2 separate regions of the Mus musculus genome follow, and region 1 is linked to region 2. The links are chromatin contacts, called in public HiChIP or PLAC-seq maps. All regions are on one chromosome and are shown on one strand. Each heading gives the region's core, a stretch centred on a gene start, on an enhancer-like site or on the middle of the called end of the contact. The rest is flanking DNA. Distances are from core to core; before and after follow the strand shown.

Evidence for each region. HiChIP or PLAC-seq counts read pairs in DNA pulled down with a chosen protein or histone mark.
Region 1: a FOXA1 HiChIP or PLAC-seq map of pancreatic cancer cells shows a contact between it and region 2. The contact joins the promoter of 2810025M15Rik here to the promoter of Ralgps2 in region 2. A contact is called at or near these places in 5 of 39 promoter capture datasets (the 3T3-L1 cell line, hippocampal neurons, liver and 1 more), 5 of 484 Hi-C or Micro-C datasets (embryonic stem cells and extraembryonic endoderm stem cells), 4 of 115 datasets of contacts at active chromatin or transcription factors (embryonic forebrain, embryonic stem cells, pancreatic cancer cells and 1 more) and 2 of 9 other capture datasets (adipose tissue and liver).

Annotation. Positions count from the first base shown.
Region 1 is chr1:157,409,851-157,414,638 of GRCm38.p6, forward strand. It overlaps 2810025M15Rik (RIKEN cDNA 2810025M15 gene), which reads left to right and starts at 2,502. Exons shown (of 3, transcript NR_027984.1): 1 at 2,502-3,275; 2 at 3,894-3,945. It overlaps Rasal2 (RAS protein activator like 2), which reads right to left and starts at 2,745. Exons shown (of 18, transcript NM_177644.5): 1 at 1,887-2,745. The coding sequence starts at 2,088.
Region 2 is chr1:156,936,056-156,941,178 of GRCm38.p6, forward strand. Ralgps2 (Ral GEF with PH domain and SH3 binding motif 2) reads right to left here and starts at 3,571. Exons shown (of 19, transcript NM_001159967.1): 1 at 3,434-3,571. It overlaps 4930439D14Rik (a long non-coding RNA gene), which reads left to right and starts at 2,739. Exons shown (of 2, transcript XR_003948625.1): 1 at 2,739-3,003; 2 at 3,072-4,140.

The sequences.
Region 1 (4,788 bases), core at 1,252-3,751, 470 kb after region 2:
GAAACCTGGAGCCAGGGAGATAAAAATGACTCAGACAAAATTAAATGACAACGAAGCTGTGGCAAAACCAAAAAGAAAACTATCTGGTTCTTGGCCCTAGTTGTGTGCTACTAATTTCTAGGTTTCTTCAAACATATTTAGACGTGTGTGCATATGACAAGTCCAGTTCTAGAACAGACTACCAAAACATTAGTAAAAATTTACATGGGTTACATGTGAAGGATATGTACAATAATAAGGTCTAGAATATCCAGCTCTGAACACTTGTCAGCCAATTATCATATATACTAACATGGTCCTCTCTCTAACATTGTATAAAAACAGTAAGAGAAAGTGTATACAGACAGAAGATAAAATGTAACCACAATGTATTCCAATTTATAGTCATTTTTAGACTCTCATCAACTTTTGTTATAAGTGATCAGCTAACCTGAACTAGCAGACAGGTGGACTACCAGGCAGCAAAGCTTTTAATCCAACCTGCTGAGAATGAATTGAGTAACTCTGCGTCAGTTCCCACCTCTTTGCTTTAATTCCCCCATTTAGCAAAAAGGAAGAGAAAAAAGAAAGAAAGAAAAAAAAACATTTAGAAACACCAGCAAAATTCTAAGTAGTATATACATAAATTTCTAAGAACTAGCTATAAGGAGAGTTGCTTTTTTTATATAACTAAAAAGACCCTACAGATTATTTAATCCACTCATTTTGTAGATAAGGAATTTGAGGCAAAAAGATGGCCTTATCTGCCCTAAATTGTTTAATAATTTTTAGTGACAGAACTGAGGCAAGAATTCAAATGTCTGGGATCTTTCCTGAAGTCAACTGAACTGTCCAAAAGACAACTTATAAACCATGAAAAGATGGTCTTGAATTATAAAGCACAGAACCTATTTGGAAGTATGAAAGCCAAGCCATAAATACAATATGCTGATCACTAACAGCATATTAGACAAACAAAACTGCAGGACAGCATCTCAACACTGTGTGATTCCAGATACTTCAAATTGGTCATCTTATATTCAACCACATTACTATGTCTTTTATGGTCATGTGTAGCAGAAACATTCTGCTAGCTTGATATTTTGGAAAGCCACAGCTAACCCATGCATACAGCATGTTTAACGTTGCCACAGCCTTTCCTGAATAGAAAATCATCATTCAGGTTTAATTTAAAAGATGGTTACTCGGAATGCAGAAAGGGAAAGTTTCTTTAGTGTGTTCATCACTTTAAACCTGCTGAGTGACAACCGGGTAGCTTAACCACGAAAACCAGAAACAGCAGTGCAATCTGAAACAACCTACACACTCAGGACAAGCAGAGAGTACGGTTCAAGGAAAAGCTGTCGGTAAATCTACTGCTACCAAACACTTGAACTGGGGCTGGTGCAAGGGCTACGGCTAGGGCTGGGTGTCTCTCCCATCTCTGCCCCCCACCCACAACCCCTCGATTTTGTTTTGTTTTGTTTTTCATTCATTAGCTCATCTTCTACTAAGCTTTTTCATATCTTTCTCTCAACACTTGCTTCACACAACAGGAAGGAAATGAAATCCCATTCACTTGGTTTTGTGCCTTGTTCCATTCTACCTTCCTGAGGACTCAGCAGCAAGTGCCTTTAATTAATCACCTAAGAATTACGTCCAGATAGCTCAACTCTATAAACTTACTGTGGATATCTAAAGAGGTCCAAAGGAGCCTACTGAGTCACATAACCAGGCGCTATATATTGGATAAACTTGTCAAAAAGCATTTTCTGCAACAACAACAACAACAACCAAAAAAAGATGTGGACAGCTGACCTAGGATAGATGGGGGACTAAGAATGCATCGGAGCCCAAGGAAAGATGAGAAACGCCAGCCTCTGAGGCAGACGACTTGTGATCCTTACCGAACACCCGGACCCAGCTCTGCTGCTGGCACACTGACTCCAGAAGGATCCGATCCAGCATGCCACCGGCCACTGCTCCGCTGACTGGGACGACCGCGTCCAGATCCTCCGGGGGCAGCGGCGAGTCGGACTCCAGCCCCGTGAACATCTCCGGCCACGACAGCGCCTCCGCGGCTCCTCCGGACGACGGAGACAGCTCCATGGTGTCCCAGAGGGAGCAGGCGGCGGCGGCGGGGCGGGCTTCCCGGCTGCGGGAAAGGGACGACGGCGCGGCCACCAGCACCCGAACGGCTGCGGGCGCGGACACCGCTCACCTCCTTCCCCGCCGCCCACCGCCCGAAGGCCGGGCGCCGCAGCCCACCTGCAAGCGGAGGGTGGGACCCGGGCCGGGAGGCGGGTCCAGCGTGGTCCGGAGCGGAGGCGGGTCCCGGCTCAGGTGCGGGTCCGGAGCGGACGCGGAGCACCCGGGAGCGCGGGCTCACCTCCCGCCCCCACGCAGCCCTGCTCAACCCCCGCGGGCGCGTTCGCGGGCCGCCCGGGCTTGGGCTGAGGATGGAGCTCGGCCAGGCAGGGCTGGGCTCGGGGGCGTCGCCGCCAGGGGCCGCCCCCTCTGACCGGCTCCCGCCGCCGTCGCCTCGGGGGCTCAAAGCGCCGGCTCCCTCAGCCTGAGGGGCGCGCCCCGGCCCAGCTTCTGTCCGCCTGGCGTCGGCTTGCTCCCGCGGAACGCGCAGGCCGGCCCGCTAACTCTCAGGCCGCCGCTCCGGCCGCTGCTTGGGCTCCTCCGGCTCGCGCTCCTCTGAGAAACCCACAAGCCCGGCAGCCGCGGCGCTGGCGGCGGCGGCAGGCGGCATCCCAGGGTGATAGGCCGAAGCAATCGAGTGCCGAGCTCACGGCCGCGTGTGCAATCCAGTAACCGAGCGGAGGAGGAACTGCCGCCGAAGACAGCAAAAATCGGGCACCGAAATACTCAGCGGGCCAGGCCCGCCTACTTTCCTAAGACTATCCTGCTCCGACCGCCTCTCGGTGCGGGGATCCTCGAGCTGCTGGTGGAAGCAGAGACGGTGTTGGGGAGGCGGAGAGAAAACGGGGTGCGGGAAATTTAAAAAGATGGGAAAGGCGCTTCCCTTTTATCTTAGCCCCTATCCTGTTGATTTCTGGACCAATGCTTCTTTCTCGGACGAAGAACATGAAGACGCTGCTTTATCTAACAGTCACCTCGGAAGAAACGCCATGGTTCCTCCACAAGGGAGATCTGGCCCCGCGTCTTGGATCCTGAGATCTGTGCGAGATCCCGGCTTTGCGCCCTGTCCGCCCTGGAGCTGGATTTATCATCAGTTTAGAATAGCATGGCTACGATGTGTGGTGCGGATGGATGGACGAGCCCCGCAAGTACATGAAATGCCCCAAAGCCCCAGCATTAACCAAACAAGCTTCTCTTTTTTGCCTTTGATCTTTGCAATCTGTTGGCTTCTCTTCTAACAGTGTCACTTGGGTTTTATTTTTGGTCTATGTGTAAACTGTCTTCCTCCTTAACATTGGCTTCGTTTTGTGCCCACCCAAAGCGGGATTCACCAATCCAGATTTCAGAGATTTTAGGCATAAGTAAATAAATAAATAAATAAATAAATAAATAATAGTAATAATAATAATTTCGGGTAGAAATTTACCAATTTAAATTATGTTGACAAATCAGGTTTTTCAACAATTTATGAACATGGCTACTTCAAACCAATCAGGAATTTTTCATAATTAGATGATGCTAAAAAATATTTGGGGGAGGGTTTTTGTTGTGTCCCAGCCCACCCCAGCCCTCATTTCTCTCTACTTTGACCTTCTATAAGAGGTCAATCTAATTTTCTAGGTTTTAGGAATTCTCATGTGTTTTTGTGTTTTATGGGAGTTATAGCATGCATTTTATAATTTTCTCCCAAATTTTACATAGAGTAATAGCATGTTAAAACAAGAAGTGACTTTAAAGATCCTCTCACCCTTCCTCTTGTTTAACAGGTGCAGACAGGACAGTCCACATCACCTGCCAAAGCAGCCAGCAATGCAACAGGTACGTCTTACAAGCTCTCAGTGATACTGATTTCTTCAACTCTGATCCTTCAAGAACTCTGTGATTAGATTTGTTAATCTGGTGCTTAGCAATGAAGTAGAGTAATCCCTCCCGGTATATAGAAGCCCACTTGCTTGCTATCTGACTACAGTCAGCTCTCCAATTTTAATAAATGAGAGATAAGGAAGCTAGAAGTTACAGGACCCAGCCCTAAACAAATCTAGTGTTTTCTTTCTCCCTTCTTTCCTTCCTTCCTTCCTTCCTTCCTTCCTTCCTTCCTTCCTTCCTTCCTTCCTTCCTTCCGTTTAGTTTCAAGACAGGGTTCCTCTGTGTACCAGCCCTGGCTGCCCTGGAACATGCTTTGTAGGCCAGGCTGGCTCTGAACTCAAAGAAATAGGCCTGCCTCTGCCTCCCGAGTGCTGGGATTAAAGGTGTTGGCCACCATACCCAACTCAACTCCAATTTGTAAAGATCTCTGAAGGGACATTGTCCTTTTGCAGTAGAGGGAGGGAAGGAGAGAGAGAGAAAACCCTTGGCATAGGATTTCCATTTGTATTGAATTATTGTTGATGTCTCAAAGAGTAAGTGAATATGGACACCAGCCGTACAAATCAAAGTATCTACTCATATGTATGGATGTATTTACCCAAGCTGTTATCCCCAAAGCAGCATTAGGAGTGGTATATAAAATGAAGGGAAAAAGGTTTTCCAAAAATTGATCTAAGTGCCATCATGTCTCTTAAGGGAAAGGCTCTGTCAAACTCCCTCTTATCCTGCTTCCTTAGTAACCTCTGTTTCCATCCAGACCACTAAAACTAGTCACTACTTCACTTTGGCATCCTG
Region 2 (5,123 bases), core at 2,321-4,820:
CTTGTGCCAGAAGAAAGAAGACAGACACAAGGTACGGCAAGAAGCAGCCGGAGTACCAAGAACTGCTGCTCTGTAAGCAGGACCTGGGAAGGAGACCATGAAGACATGAGGCAAGGGACCAAAGCTTTTACCAAAAGTCTTACAGGGTAACTTTTAACTGTATAAGTTCAAGTAGCAACGTTTAAAAGAAGAACAAAGTAGTCATATCATTTAATGTCAATTATTTTACTCTCTGGTCATAATCTCTGACCAATAACTGGACATTGTTTCAAGTGTGAGGTACTTTTCTAAGAAGGGAGGAGGGGGCAGGGAAAGGGGAGAAGGAAGAGGGAGGAGGGCAGAGGAGGTTGATGAATAAAACCCATCTGGAATATTTAGAATGAGGTCGTGAATAAAACTTGAGAACCAAAGAAAATAAAACTATAAAGCATGAAAGAGTACAGATTAATTTAAAAATACTGAAGTTTTATCATATCCAATCTTCATTCTCTCATTAACAAGGAACTAATGGGAATTTAAAACACACTTAAGGAAGTAATTAAGGAGTAATGCCATAAACTCACTTTTTTCCACGGGACCTATTTCAAGCTATCTGAATTATGTTTTCATTGAATACTAGATAACTATAAAAAGTGTGAAGTGCAGACAAAAGTAACTATCTCAAAAGCAAACATTAAACAAAAGCTAATATTCAAAACACAGGATCCATTTTAATGTATTTTATTCTCAAAAGCTTGTATGTGTTCGTTTTCCATATCAAAGGAAAGCAGAGCTTTAGAGAAAAGGAAGGCAATTTCAAATAATAGATTAGCGGTTAAAAACTCCTTAGAAACTTCTGGAAGCTAGCAGTACACTAAGTCCCCAGCTGTGCATTTTCCCAAAGTCTCCACTCCAGAGACCGGGGGAGTGGGGGGGGGGGGGGGACAGGATGGGACTGGGCACATCACACTCTAGAAACAACAGTCTAGGCCTGGGATCCCTGTATGATTACTGATAGCTGGCCTCCCACTCTGAAGTGGAGAGACTAATGCCTGCGTAGGGTAAATACTTTTAAAGCTCTGAAATCTACAAAGATCTACACCAATGCATGTCACCATGATTATTAATCAGAGCATAAACTAATCTCTTCTCATCAGCCCCTTGGAATCCAGTAAGATTTTTCTTTAACAGACGGGTAGAATGCCATTTCCCTGGGGGGATGTCGGCTTACTTCTCCTGAAGACTCTTACAAACAAGTAAATACCAAGACAAGAATATCAGCACACATTTCATTTAAGTATATAAACCAACAGATTAATTGTCTAGCCACATATAAACCACACACCCTCTGACTCCAGGTAGAGTAATATTTAGATATGTTTGGAAGCCGGATACCTAGTGTGTATAAACACAAGCACAGTTTAAGACAACTGTCTTGATGCTTTTATTCACTAACAGTTCCTTCTATCCTCAGAAGGAAAAATGCAAGCAGTATCCTAACTCAAAAGGCATCCTGAGTTTTCACTTCTACACTAACAGAGCTGCCCACTGATGACTTTATCTCCATCACAGCACGTGTGCGTTTGTGCGCTGCAGCATCCCCTCCACACCCATCAGGACACAGCGGGACGCGGAGATACTCTGTGTGTTTAGAAGAATTGACCCTCTGGACAAGAGCTTAAAAGGAGCTTTTGATCCCAACTCCTCATAGGCAGAGTCAGGCAGATCTCAGCCAGTTAGAAGCCAGCCTGGTCTATGTAGTGAATTCCACCGACAGCTAGAGCTACATAGTGAGGCTCTGCCTCAAAAAAAAAAAAAAAAAAAAAAAAGTTTCAAGTTGCAATCAAATTATTATTACCAACAAAGCCATCTTTCACCAAAGGCAACCACTGCCCCAATTTTAATTGTAAGCTCGTTTTTAAAATGCACACAAATTGCATTCATTACTCACACATGTCTGGTTCATAGCTATCTTTTAAATTTTATTTTCTCTCAGAATTTTTGGGTGTATCCTCCCTGATACTGTAATATCAAAAAGTATACTAGGATCTTGACACACAAGCAGATCTTTCAACTTCTGCTGCAATCTGGTGAATAAAAGATAGAGAACAGTATTTGCAGAAAAAGTCAAATTCCTGAAATCAATGCATGGTGAGATAGAATGGACTGGGTTTTACTATTTTAAAATTACTATGCCAGAATTTAAGCTCAAATAACTATACTTAAACCATTCATGGGAACTCTAATAGACACATTTAATATATACATGTGGCTAAGACAAGCAATTTTCCACATTTTTGAAGCTTCATGACTACACACATTCAGTAGAGGTTATTATTATTAAAATAATACTGTTTGGTTACAAATCCCACTCCTGCAGTAACAGTATTACACTTACTACATTTATGATGCTACAGCCCGAACAATCATATCTGGGTGGGACAGGCTTTTACAGTTTGCAAGTTAACGAACTGTGGCACTGCGGTACTCTCTCATGCAAGGAATGAAAAGTTCCACAAAATTCGAATGGTCATCTTCAAAGACACACGACCTCGAGTACACCGGATGGTAAACATTACATAAACAACGCCAAAGTCAACTCATAAACAAACACCAACACCGAAACAAAGCTCTATAGCTACTTCAGCGTACTAAGACGGGGTGTGGGGGTGGGGAGGGGATGCAGAGCACCTACGAGGAAAGGCTCAATTAACTGCCGCCCGTGCTTTCATCCTCCGATCTTAAACAAAAGACGCTGGATGCTTTCGGTGGAGAGCGCTTTCTGCAGAGGGATTTGGGGTTGCAAACGCCCCTCCTCCACGGCCACCAACAGGCCCCTTTCTTCCTCCTCCCTCACCCCTCCCAGCTCAAACAAATTAACATTCGCACTAAGGTACCTCCTATCAGCTCGCAGCTTCTTCCCAAACACGCCCACGCACCCTGAAACCCGCCTGCGTCTACACCGCACACGGCGGCAGGAAAAGCGCTTCGAGGGGGGCGGGGAGCCGCGGCGGCAGCGCACAGGTCCGGGCTCCCTTCCAGGTCAGCTCCCCATCGCCTCCCCGAGCCCGGTGTTTACGAGCCCGCCTAAGCCCACACAGCAAAGGAATCCCAGGCGCTGCGGGCAGCTAGCGCGGCGGTGCGGGACCCCCCTCCGTGTCCGCACGCGGCCTCCGCCGCCGCGGCGCCGCTCACCCCGCGCTCCGCGGGCGGTTCGGCCCCGCAACAGGTCACCCGCCTCGGCTCGGTGACGGGGGTGCAGGCGCCCCGGCCGAGAGGGGGTGTGGCTGGCGCGGCGGGGCCCGGCCCCGGCTCACCTGAGAGGCTGAGGCGACGCCGGGGCCTCCGCCACCGCGGGACCGCGAGCGACCCGCAGCCCGCCCTCCCGCGCCGCGCACCGCGGCCGCCGCCGCCATTGCCCGCGCCTCCCCACACGCCCGCACGCCACGCCGACCTGTGCAGCCGCGGCCGTCGCCTCCGCTTCGCCCGCGGCTCCGAGGCAATCGCTCGCCCAACCGAGCAGTCGGCGTCTCTCATTCAGCGCCTGCCGCCGGCGCTCGGGGGAGGGGAGTGCGCTGGATCCACCCCGGCCGCGCAGGGGGCGCGCGCCGGGCGGGCGGGGCGGAGCGGCGCGCGCACCAACCGAGCGCGCTCGCGCGGCCGGGAACGCCGGGTCGCCGGGGTCTCGGCGCAGTCTGCGGGCGCCGGGCTATGCCCCCCGAGGCCAACTGCCGCCCCGTACCGGTGTCCGAGGCGCGTGCCCCAGCCGCAGGCGCAGCACCGGCCGCAAGGACGAGCCGCAGGGTTCAGGACGGACAGGTGGGGCCCCGCGGCTGCTCCCCGCACGGGTCTCGTTGGCGCCTGGGACGCGGGCGTTGCTCCCCGCTCGGGCCAGAGGACAAAAGTCTGGAAACGCTTGGCCCCCAGATCAAATACCCAGCCCGTGAGGGCGGCGTCCTTAGGAGTCGTGGCGGACAAGTGGAGGGGGACTGCAAATGTGAAGAGTCACCCCACAGCCGTGGGATCTTAAATGATGGAGTCTGCACTCTAGCACATCATCATGCCGGAAGTGTTGGGTCGGCCTCTAGGTGTTAAGCAGGGTGGCTGCCGGTGGTTTAAGGAGCAAATAACAATATTTGGGATCCCCTAGTCCCGGATTGATGAGTTTCAGGTGGACTGTATTTTCACGCCATTGCGGGAACGTGATTCTAAAAGGTGAAATTTTTCCTGTGAATGAAAGGGAATAGAAGGGTGTTGTTTCTTGGGGTGCACCTAGGTGGCCTACTTAAACTTAGCACCATTTGATGCAGTGTGACTTAGTGGAAGGTTTTCAGTGAGCCACCTTGGTGTAATCATTAGGTCATTCGGGAATAGATGCGATCCTTTTCTAGGCAATGTGCAGTGGAGGGTGGAGGGACAGTTCTATAGCAGCACTGAGTGTAGATTGTGAAGGGACCAAATTCGTTTTGATTTCCTTTTTCCCTATAATAACTAATCAAAACAGTGGATTCTTTTATGCAGAAGAAAGTTAAACACTGTCCCTTTTGACCACTGTTCCCTTCTGTGGAGAAGGTAGAAGAACGCTCCTTCATCCCCTTGGTTAAAACATGCCCATGCAAAAGTAGGTGGAAGATAAAAACGAAGCAAGGAAAAGCGATAAAGCCCAGTGCTGGTTTTTTATTCCGTTTTAAGTTGGAAGTCTCTCCAATAGATGCACAGAAACCAAAAAGAAGAAAAGCCTGTCAGAAATCTTCAACTGAGCGTAGACTAATGAAAAGGGGGCGGGGCTAAGGAACACTAGTGACCAAAAGGCTCCAGGAGAATTACTTAGATGCAGTTTTCACTTCGATGCTGTTTGCTTCAAGTCCCAAAGAAACAACAGACAAACTGAAGTAACAGTTGGGAGGGGGAACCCTTTGAGTCACTGAGTAAATGATTGATCTTTCTTTCCCCAAGTTAGTAAGAGATTAAGGGAAAGGTGGATGGCTATGTGCCAACAACAATACATTCAAAGATAGATAGATACATACATAGATACATAGATACATAGATAGAGATACGTGTGTGTGTGTGTGTGTGTGTGTGTGCGTGTGTGTGTAATTGTCCCAAGTTATTAACTGCTTTTAAAGTAGGAAAAAATAAGG